Regions from separate parts of the Triticum aestivum genome. Here region 1 is linked to region 2. A link is a contact called in public Hi-C data. All regions are on one chromosome and are shown on one strand. Each heading gives the region's core, a stretch centred on a gene start, on an enhancer-like site or on the middle of the called end of the contact. The rest is flanking DNA. Distances are from core to core; before and after follow the strand shown. Region 1 holds the start of LOC123190670 (MAP3K epsilon protein kinase 1). Region 2 holds the start of LOC123186282 (heavy metal-associated isoprenylated plant protein 2).

What was found. A called contact is a pair of places that touch in the nucleus more often than the background predicts.
Region 1: a contact with region 2 is called in a Hi-C map of leaf, with 3 times the contacts expected there. The contact joins the promoter of LOC123190670 here to the promoter of LOC123186282 in region 2. A contact is called at or near these places in 4 of 5 Hi-C or Micro-C datasets (leaf and root) and 1 of 1 datasets of contacts at active chromatin or transcription factors (leaf).

The regions. Positions count from the first base shown.
Region 1 is chr2A:732,538,871-732,543,224 of IWGSC CS RefSeq v2.1, reverse strand. LOC123190670 (MAP3K epsilon protein kinase 1) reads right to left here and starts at 3,052. Exons shown (of 25, transcript XM_044603362.1): 1 at 2,711-3,052; 2 at 2,447-2,581; 3 at 859-879; 4 at 338-411; 5 at 151-241; 6 at 1-70. The coding sequence starts at 2,761.
Region 2 is chr2A:732,406,979-732,411,750 of IWGSC CS RefSeq v2.1, reverse strand. LOC123186282 (heavy metal-associated isoprenylated plant protein 2) reads right to left here and starts at 3,019. Exons shown (of 2, transcript XM_044598067.1): 1 at 2,679-3,019; 2 at 2,048-2,584. The coding sequence starts at 2,763. The coding sequence ends at 2,229.

The sequences.
Region 1 (4,354 bases), core at 1,803-4,302, 130 kb before region 2:
ATATATTTGCACCCTTGATATCTCTATGTATGACACCTTGCTCATGCAGATAGACAAGACCTTCCAACACCTGGTCACATATGTAAAAGTTGGAAGCAGGCATAGCAAGAAAATGGGAAGTCACAGTAATAACCATATAATATATTTCACCTGAGCAATGTAGACAGCTGCTAATGATTCAGGAAATGGTCCAAATTTGTTTGGCTTGATAATATTGGCTAGTGAACCATTCTCCACATATCTGCAGTTATTATACAGCTATCAGAACTTACCATGCTAAAATGCTATACATGTACTTCGTATCAAGACATGACAGTGAGGACACAGGATTTCTTACTCTAAAATAATATGAAGATGGCTATTTGTCTTCAATGATCCAAGATACTTCACAATATTTTTGTGATTGAGATTCTGCATAAATTAACAAAACCTTGAGTCCAAAGCAACATGATCATGTGCATCCAGAATAGGAGGGGTGAATTAGATGTTCAAAAATAAAGGTCCTTCTAATTATGGGTACAATATGAGTGATTAAAAAAAAGGGCACAGTATCTATATTAAAAACGAAGGTTCTTTCATAGACTTATGATCATCCATACTATCGAAATGTTTACATAACCGACTGAGTGTACAAAAATAAGTACATTTTTTTAAAATAAGTCAACTGAGGGGAGGATGCCCCTCAGGATTCTTAATTATAAATTTGCCACAGGACTATAATTATGCAAAATGATAACAAAAAACTTATATAAATAGGAAATCTGGAGAAGATGCAAGACAGCCAAGGAAAATACGGGTTTAATTGTTTTACTGAATCCAGATGCGATAAGTACATAAAGAAAATGCTGTAAGACTTACTTTCAATAGATCAATTTCTTGCTGAATCGGCCACACCACCCACGAGAACAGTTATTAAACCGTACACAAAAGATAATTAGTTAGAACCCCATATTACAATGATACAAAACACAATGTAGAAAATGACGATATTCCAACAAAATCGTTCAAATGTTGAAAATCTGAATAAAGGGACAAACAAATCTGATGAGTTGATAGAAAATATGGCATCATGTTAATACAACAAGAATCAAGAATGTGAAATATAGAATTTTTGGGAACCCGGTGTTCCAAATAGCAGTAAGCAGTTAACTAGCGGTCACCCCCCCTCGCTGCAATAGTGTAGTATATGACTCTCTAGACAGCATTGAGTGCAGTTAAATAAATTTTTAACAAAGAGATGGTCTGTGTAGTGTGCACGATGGCATGCATTAAAAGCTACTCCCTCTGTAAACTAATATAAGACCGTTTAGATCACTACTTTAGTGATCTAAACGGTCTTATAGTGATCTAAACGGTCTTATATTAGTTTGCAGAGGGAGTAACATTTAAAGACTCGTTTCACTATAAGAGTACCAAACTAACAAATAGTATATAATACAGTGTTATGAAAACAAAATCTATTATTTGAGTGACTGAGGCTTCCAAGATGTAAGCACCAACATCAACTCCATGCACTAAACCTATATGTGCACCAAGTAACAAAAGGAAAGGATGGAGTGCACCATTAGTGTCATTCCACATTTCCAATTTCACAAAAGTGTAACACTAACAGCTTAATGTTCTAAAATTTAATCTCAGAGATAACTAAGAGTGGTATATTGGTACATGAATTATATAAACTATCCATATTTACGACCCTAACACTTATATAGCCTTCAACAGCTAGGCTACATACTGGCCCAGAATAAAAATATCAATGCAACTAACTATTCTTCAACTTAGATTTTCCAGCCCCTAAACCCAGACACACAAAAAAATTATAAGGATTCAAGAGCTCCTATGGTTTACAAGGATGCGTACAAGCATAAATACTTTGTAACAGTTAAGAAATTAAATGTTATTCCAATGAACAATTTAAAGGAATTTACCGATATCATATCCAGAGTTCGCGGGGGGGGGGGGGGGGGGGGTCGCATGCATTTTCTGTGGAATCACACCAATCACATAAAACCTAGTGCGGCAGCTGTTGACGGCACTTGATCACGTCAGCTCTCATGTTTGTGTCGAAAAGAGAGCTCACAAGCTCCACATAACGACCACACCCAACAACGTACCACATAATTAAATCATGATGCCCAAGTATATTGCCCTAGTATGTGTGCCAATTATTACAAGTCCCGACAAGTTAAATAGGAAGCTCGCCAAGGACTCCAATAAGCTAGCATAGCGGTGCCCTAGGATTTAGTTCCATGTCACGCTACCGAACAAAGCAGCGAAACCGCCAACAAGCTGCATTACTCTAGCTTCCAGTCTCGTCTTAGCGCTGTTCTCGGTCGATGACGTACGTTTCTCATCTCCTGAGAACCGCATTTCATGCAATTACACGCATTTTGCCACTCAGAACGCGATATACGTCATATGACACGCCCCAAAAAAAAACTCTCACCATGATAATATTGAGATCCTCCTGCGGGATGTTCTCCAGCGAGACCTGCTTGATGGCCACGAAGTCGCCATTCTCCAGGTCAAGCCCCTTGTAGACGCGCCCGTACGCCCCCTTCCCTATCTCGTCCCCCAGCATCTGCACCCGCCCACACACACACACACACACAAACACAGTGAGTGAGGGAACCATTCCCCAAACAATTCGCCGACGCAAAACACCAATTCCGCCGGATCCGAGGCGGGCGGGGAGCGCGGGATGCCTCACGTATTTGTTGCCGAGCGTCTTGGATTTCGGGTTGTGCTGCCGCGTCGCCATCTCGCCCCTCCTCCTCGGAGATTCGGCCCCTCCGCGGCCCGGGGCGCCGCCGGCTGCGGCGGATGCGGGCGGATCGGCGGTCACCGGCGACGAAGATTCCCCTCCGGCGAGCTCGCGGCGAGGGCCATTTAGGTTTAGGGTTTGGGTGCGAAGGGAATTGGGAGTATGCAGGGTGGGGAGCAGCAGGAGGAAGAGGACGAAGGCGACGACGGCGGAGAGGGAGCGAGGGGCTTCTCCGTAATTAAAAAATAAAGTATTTTGTGCAGGCGGGGGGAAGGAAAGTAACGGAAATGAGGAGCGCGAAGCTTTTATAGTGGAGGTGTCCCTTTTTGGAGTGTGCGGAAGCCAACGAGGATACTGGGTGGATAACGGGGGAGCTCCACTGTCAATTAGCTGTCTCCGACTAGCGTCTGCGGTGTGGTGCGTCATTCATTCCGGCCGGGGGCCCCCTCGGTCGACCTCCTTTTCTCACGAAAATGTCACGAGTCTTTGTCTAGCTTTGCTTCGCTGCCTTGTTTTTTTTTACTCTAGTGTAATGTTAAAAAAAATCTTACATTATGAAATAGAGAAGTAGTTTTTATCTATTTCGTTTTTCCAGATTCATGGTACCCGTGAATAAGAGTAGCCAAAAGCTTTATCATTCTTTTTTCTCTCCTGTGAATAATCCTTTGTCGCCAAAAATTCAACTTCCTTTCCTCTTCGTCTTCGGCGTCGTGAGGCGGAGGGGAGGGGATCCTCTTCTCTCATCCTTTTGTACAGTAGATTTTGAATCAAGGTGACAACGCTTCAATGGTGATGGCGATGCCATCTCTATTGAAAGTCTTTCGCCTTCAATCTTATCTTGGTCATGCGCGGTGCAGCGTCTCTGACGAACCCTGGAGTTTTGGTCATCGGTGTTCTTCATGAAAAGAACATATGTGTTGTCCGTCGGTGTGGTTCCATGTGCATCGGTACCCGTGGCAACATCATCTTCTGCGACAACCTATTTCTTCGAGCCTTTGAGGAGCAAGGTCGTCAGCTTGGTCTGGCGATACTAGTGCGGTTGCCTTGCTAGATCGGGTGACCCCCCCCCCCCCCCACACACACACACAGACACATTGATATGTTTGACGTGATTGCCAATTTCCCTCGTACGCGACAGTCTACAATTGCGGCGATTCAACGAGATTGGTTCCTCTACAGGTCTTTCCAGGTACTTCGGCAATTGAATTCCTTAGTGTTGTCCATTATTGGCATGAGCTACGGTGGTGCAACACAAAAGGTTCAACAACGGCTTCAGCAAGAATTTTGAGGCACATAGTTGTAGTCATAGGCTCTCCTTTGTTCAGGGTCATTTTCGTGTCTATAGGTTCAATTACGCATATCCAATTTTCAATTACGCGTATCCTTATTTGAATCACAACAGTCCCTATAAGGGCCCGACAGAACCCCTCCCGAACTTCTGAACTGCCGGCCCGACCCACAGGATCCCGAGGCCGCCCCGACAGGATCCACCTGATCCCCCAATCCCGATCTCGAGCCGACCAACCCCCCTCCTCGCCGCTCCTCCCCTCGATCCCCGACCTCCCCCCTGGTTCGCCGCCAATCCTCACC
Region 2 (4,772 bases), core at 1,770-4,269:
TGTGCTTTCATGTGTCAGAGAAAAATATAGCAAGTATCAGCAGCATTAAACCATCAATGCATGGCATCGGATCTTAAGGAAAAATCAACGGCTCTCCCATGCACGGTACCTCCCGTGCACGGGAGAATTGCTTTTCTCTAACTTCACTGTATACTCTTGAAATAATAACTGTAGCTTCGTCGCCGATGAATACTGCTTCGTCTACTATATACTACGCTTTGTCCGGTTTATAACTCTAGCAGACATTCAAATACTTTTTTGGGCTAATCAAAGGGTGATTCATCCAGTTTTATGCATGTCGGAGGACCAAAACCGTCGCCGATCAACTCCTCGCTATGAGTGCTGGTGGAGCTGCGCCATTTGTTTTATTTTTTGAAAACCATACATCTCTAAAACTGTGAAAAAACGTTCAAACACAAAATACAGAAGAAAAAATAGAGCTTGAGGGTAGCTTTAAATGAACACACACTCACAAATCAAGGAACATCTACTCACAAGACATCATATCCACACTGAGACTCATTAACCGCCTTTGCATCCAATCAACATGGACTAATATTTTGCAGTGTCCACCTTCAACTTACTGTTGATGTCTGCCAAAGCACGAATTGCCCCGGTTGCTTTGCCATGAAACAACTTTTTGTACAAATTCAGGTTGGCCTTCATCTTGTGCTTGTCCCCTTCCTCTTTGTTCACCTCCCGCAACTCCCAAAATGCCTTCATCAACCTGTGCACTCGGTTATCGAAATATTGCCCACCTTGTTTTTCTTATCTAGACGCTCGTTACGCGCTATGTGTGACTGTGTGAGACACACCATCTTCCTCCACCCGCAAGGGCATCGGAGTCCCAAATAGACCACACAAGTAACCTTATTGATAAACTCATCCCCGAGATTGGTGATGCAAGGTACATCGACCTTCGTCACATCAACAGACCAACAATTGTTGTGCTCGAAAGCTCTGCAACACCAACCTTGTTGCGCTTGCGTCACCAGGTACGCATGGGCCTTTGATCACCCATTGCAACATGAACCATGGTGTGGTGACCTCCATCTATATGACTTGGGCTTTTGTCATCCATTACGTGACATGGGCCTCTGATCATTGCAACATGGACTATGTTGTGTTTACCTATTGCAACATGGACCATGTTGTGGTTAGATGCTGCAATCTGGCGGTGGGATGCGGCAGCACGCTCCATGTGTGAATCCATGGGAAGGAGTCGTCAGGGGAGAAGCCGATGGATACATGGAGAAATGCGGGTTGCAGTGGTTGGTCGTACGTTGTCGGTGACTGCGGTGGTGGATGGGCTGAGCCGCACATGTGGTTGGGCCGGCAGATCTAGGATGCGGCAGCACGCTCCATGTGTGAATCCATGGGAAGGAGTCGTTGGGGGAGAAGCCGATGGATACATGGAGAAATGCGGGTTGCAGTGGTTGGTCGCACGTTGTCGGTGACTGCGGTGGTGGATGGGCTGAGCCACACATGTGGTTGGGCCGGCAGATCTGGGATGCGGCAGCACGCTCCATGTGTGAATCCATGGGAAGGAGTCGTCGGGGGAGAAGCCGATGGATACATGGAGAAATGCGGGTTGTCGTGGTTGGTCGCACGTTGTCGGTGACTGCGATGGTGGACGGGCTGAGCCGCACATGTTGTTGGGCCGGCAGATCTGGGCTGCGGCAGGGTTGCGATGGACGATGCCTGATGGCCGGGGAGGGTCCCGACGCAACATGGGATAGGGCAGTGAGCAGGGAAGAGCAGGGGTGTGGGTAGACGATGCCGCCTGCTCGGCAAAATACTTGCGGTTGCGGCCGCATGAGGAGACACTTAGAAGAAAGGGAAAGCGGTAGGTGGGCCCATGGTCCAACCCGGGACTGGTTAGGATCCTCTGCAGTACTGCAGAGTGCAGTATAGTCACTGACATGTGGGACCCGGCCCCACATGTCATCCGGTGTACTGACCATAAAGTACTACAGAGAATCTCAACCCCATGGGGACGCGTGGCAGACAGAGGAAGCGGTTGACCCAAAATCAAGGATCCGTTCGGTTGATTTGAAGCCTTTTCCATAACATTAGGTATTTATTCAGAAAGTTCAGCTAATTCTCTCGAAGGAAAATCACGGTGGAATGCTAGTGCGCAGAGGTATCGGTCCGGGGTTTGAATTACCTATATCGATTAGTACTATGGTCCAAATAGCAGTGACACAAAGAGACGATTAGCTAGCTAGCTACATGATGGAGCAGGGGTCCTGCTGCTGCTGGTAGTGGCAGGGCACGACGGCGCACTGCTCGTACGCGGGCCACGACGGCGGCGGCGCCGGGACGTGGTGCACGTACAACGTCACTGGCGGCTCAGGCGCCCTCCTCTCCGCCGCCACATATGTCTGCTGCGGCTTCTGCTGCTCGGGCTTCTTCTTCTCCTCCGGCTTGGACGCGGTGGACGCCGACGGCGGCGGGCCGATGGTGAGGACGTCGGCGCGCTTCCCGGCCTTCCTCCTGGTGGCCTCCACCACGTCCACCGGGTCCACGCCGCCGGTCACCGTCATCGTGCCCTTCTCCGAGTCGACCTCGATCTTGTCCACACCTGGGCACAGCACGTAAGAGCAACACTTAACCAAGCAAGAAATGCATGGCCTCGCTGCCAGTTCGGCCATGCGATCTGATCCAAACGTACGTACCTTGGAGGCTGGAGACGGCGAGCATGACCTTGCGCTTGCACTTGGCGCAGGAGGTGTCCACCCGCAGCACCGTCCTCTTCGACATGAGCGCTCTCGCGTGGTCGATAGAACCGATCCCGGCCGACCTCCACCACGACAACGACAACGCCGGCCGGCGGCTCTGCTGATGTCTGGTCCCGGGCTATATACAGACGGGTAGCGGTGGTGTCCCGTTTGGGTTTCAGGTGGTTAGGGACCCCGATACGGTCGCTCAACCTCCCCGAACGGGAAGTCCACTGGCTACGGAGTCTAGATATTCTAGATAGCGAATTAGCGATTCACCTTTAGTTTCACCAGGTTTTCAGCCGGGGAAGCGTCACACGAGCCGGGATCAGGCGACCCGATTTTATGTCGCACACACGACGTACTCAACTGTTGTTTCGTCGTGGCAAACATGAAGTCGTCCTTTCCCTTTGTGTGTGTGTGGTCGTTGGGTGTTGGAACCACTTTAACCTGTACATATGACTTCATGCGTGCGGGGTTGTTAGCACAGTGGTCTTGGTGCTCAACTCCTGGTGCATTCTTTTTTCTTTTTTTAAACCGGGCATTACCCCTTTCCAGGAAATACAAAGTTTCCGGCCGGCCATAGACAAGAGTGAAAGTCCTGGTGCATTCTAGACTTTCACAAACGGCACAGCGCACAAATTCAAGAGGTACGGTGAAACAGCAACAGCAAATTCAGAAGATATACTGCAGATGCCCGTCAGACCGTCAGAGCACACAGGGAACACCGTGGCCAGGTGGCCTGCAACGAGAACTTTAGAGTTTTCGTCTGTGCTGCAAACATTACAGCATGTGGTCGCACCGCTGTAAGACAAGTCTGTACATCTTTGTGTCTGTGTATCGAATTCGTGCCGTATTTTCTGCCGCGACGAGACACCCGGTAGGTATTCATCCCTGTACTAGTCATAAAGCTACAATAACAGCGGCAACAAACAGCAGTGAGCGACCGCTCTGCTGCATCTTTTTTCCCGCCCAAGGGGAAGAGCTCCTCGACATTGGAGCTGTACTTACAAGGTTACAACAACAGCCGCAAGAAGAAACAGCAGGGGCCAATCTCATGTGCCGTTTCTGGTCCAGAGGCTTGGAGGAGCTCCTCAATGTTGTGGATCAACCTTTTTTTTCGAACCGGGCTATACCCCTTTCCATTGCAAATGAACGAAAATACAGAGTTCAGAAACATGTCAGGAGGAGGGAAAGAGGTAAAGCGAGTCCGGGCATTGCCAGGAAACCCACTACATTCGCCCGCTATCGAAACGAATGTCATGGGGCGAAAACCTAGACAACACCGAATATCCACAGCAAACACCCATAAATTTTTAACTACAGACAGAGACATGAGACATCCACAAAAGAACCAAAACGCCACCACATGATCGTAAGGTCGCCCAGCTCCAGCCAACGAGGTTTTGCAGCCCTTCAATCTCCTCCGATCGGCACCCTCGCCACGTTGCACATCTCCATCATACGCATCGTGCTCGACCTGATCAACCTTTGTGTCATCACTGGTGCCTCCTCCCTTTGGGGCAATTGCATCATCAAGATAAAAAAAATTCAACCGCTAAGCAACAAAGGCGCCATTTTGAGCAATACAAACATCATGATATACCTCAGACCAACAACACATGCATGTATCAACAACCTAGGGTGTCCTCTATCATGTGTGTTTTCAGTGTACACACATAGTTGCATCATACAGATATATACAGCTGCATTTTTTAGATGAGTATGGCATTTTCTGTAAGGCTTTTTGAAGGGTTCCGTCTAAGCAAAAAATAAAAAAGGCACGATTTTGAGAAGTACTGCCGCGCACCAAAAACACACATATGTATCAACAACCTAGGGATTTTTTAGCGCTTCTTTTTCCATTGGAGTGTCTTTCTTCATTGTACAACACATACATCACTGCATCATGCAGTACAAACAACTACGTAGATACTCGAGATAAATACAACATTTTCTGTTGGGTTTATTGTAAGGTTTTGTCATCCATGTCTATAAGAGGGGGTCAATGACACTAGTAAGTTAACATACTTTAATCCGTTCCTTCCTTTC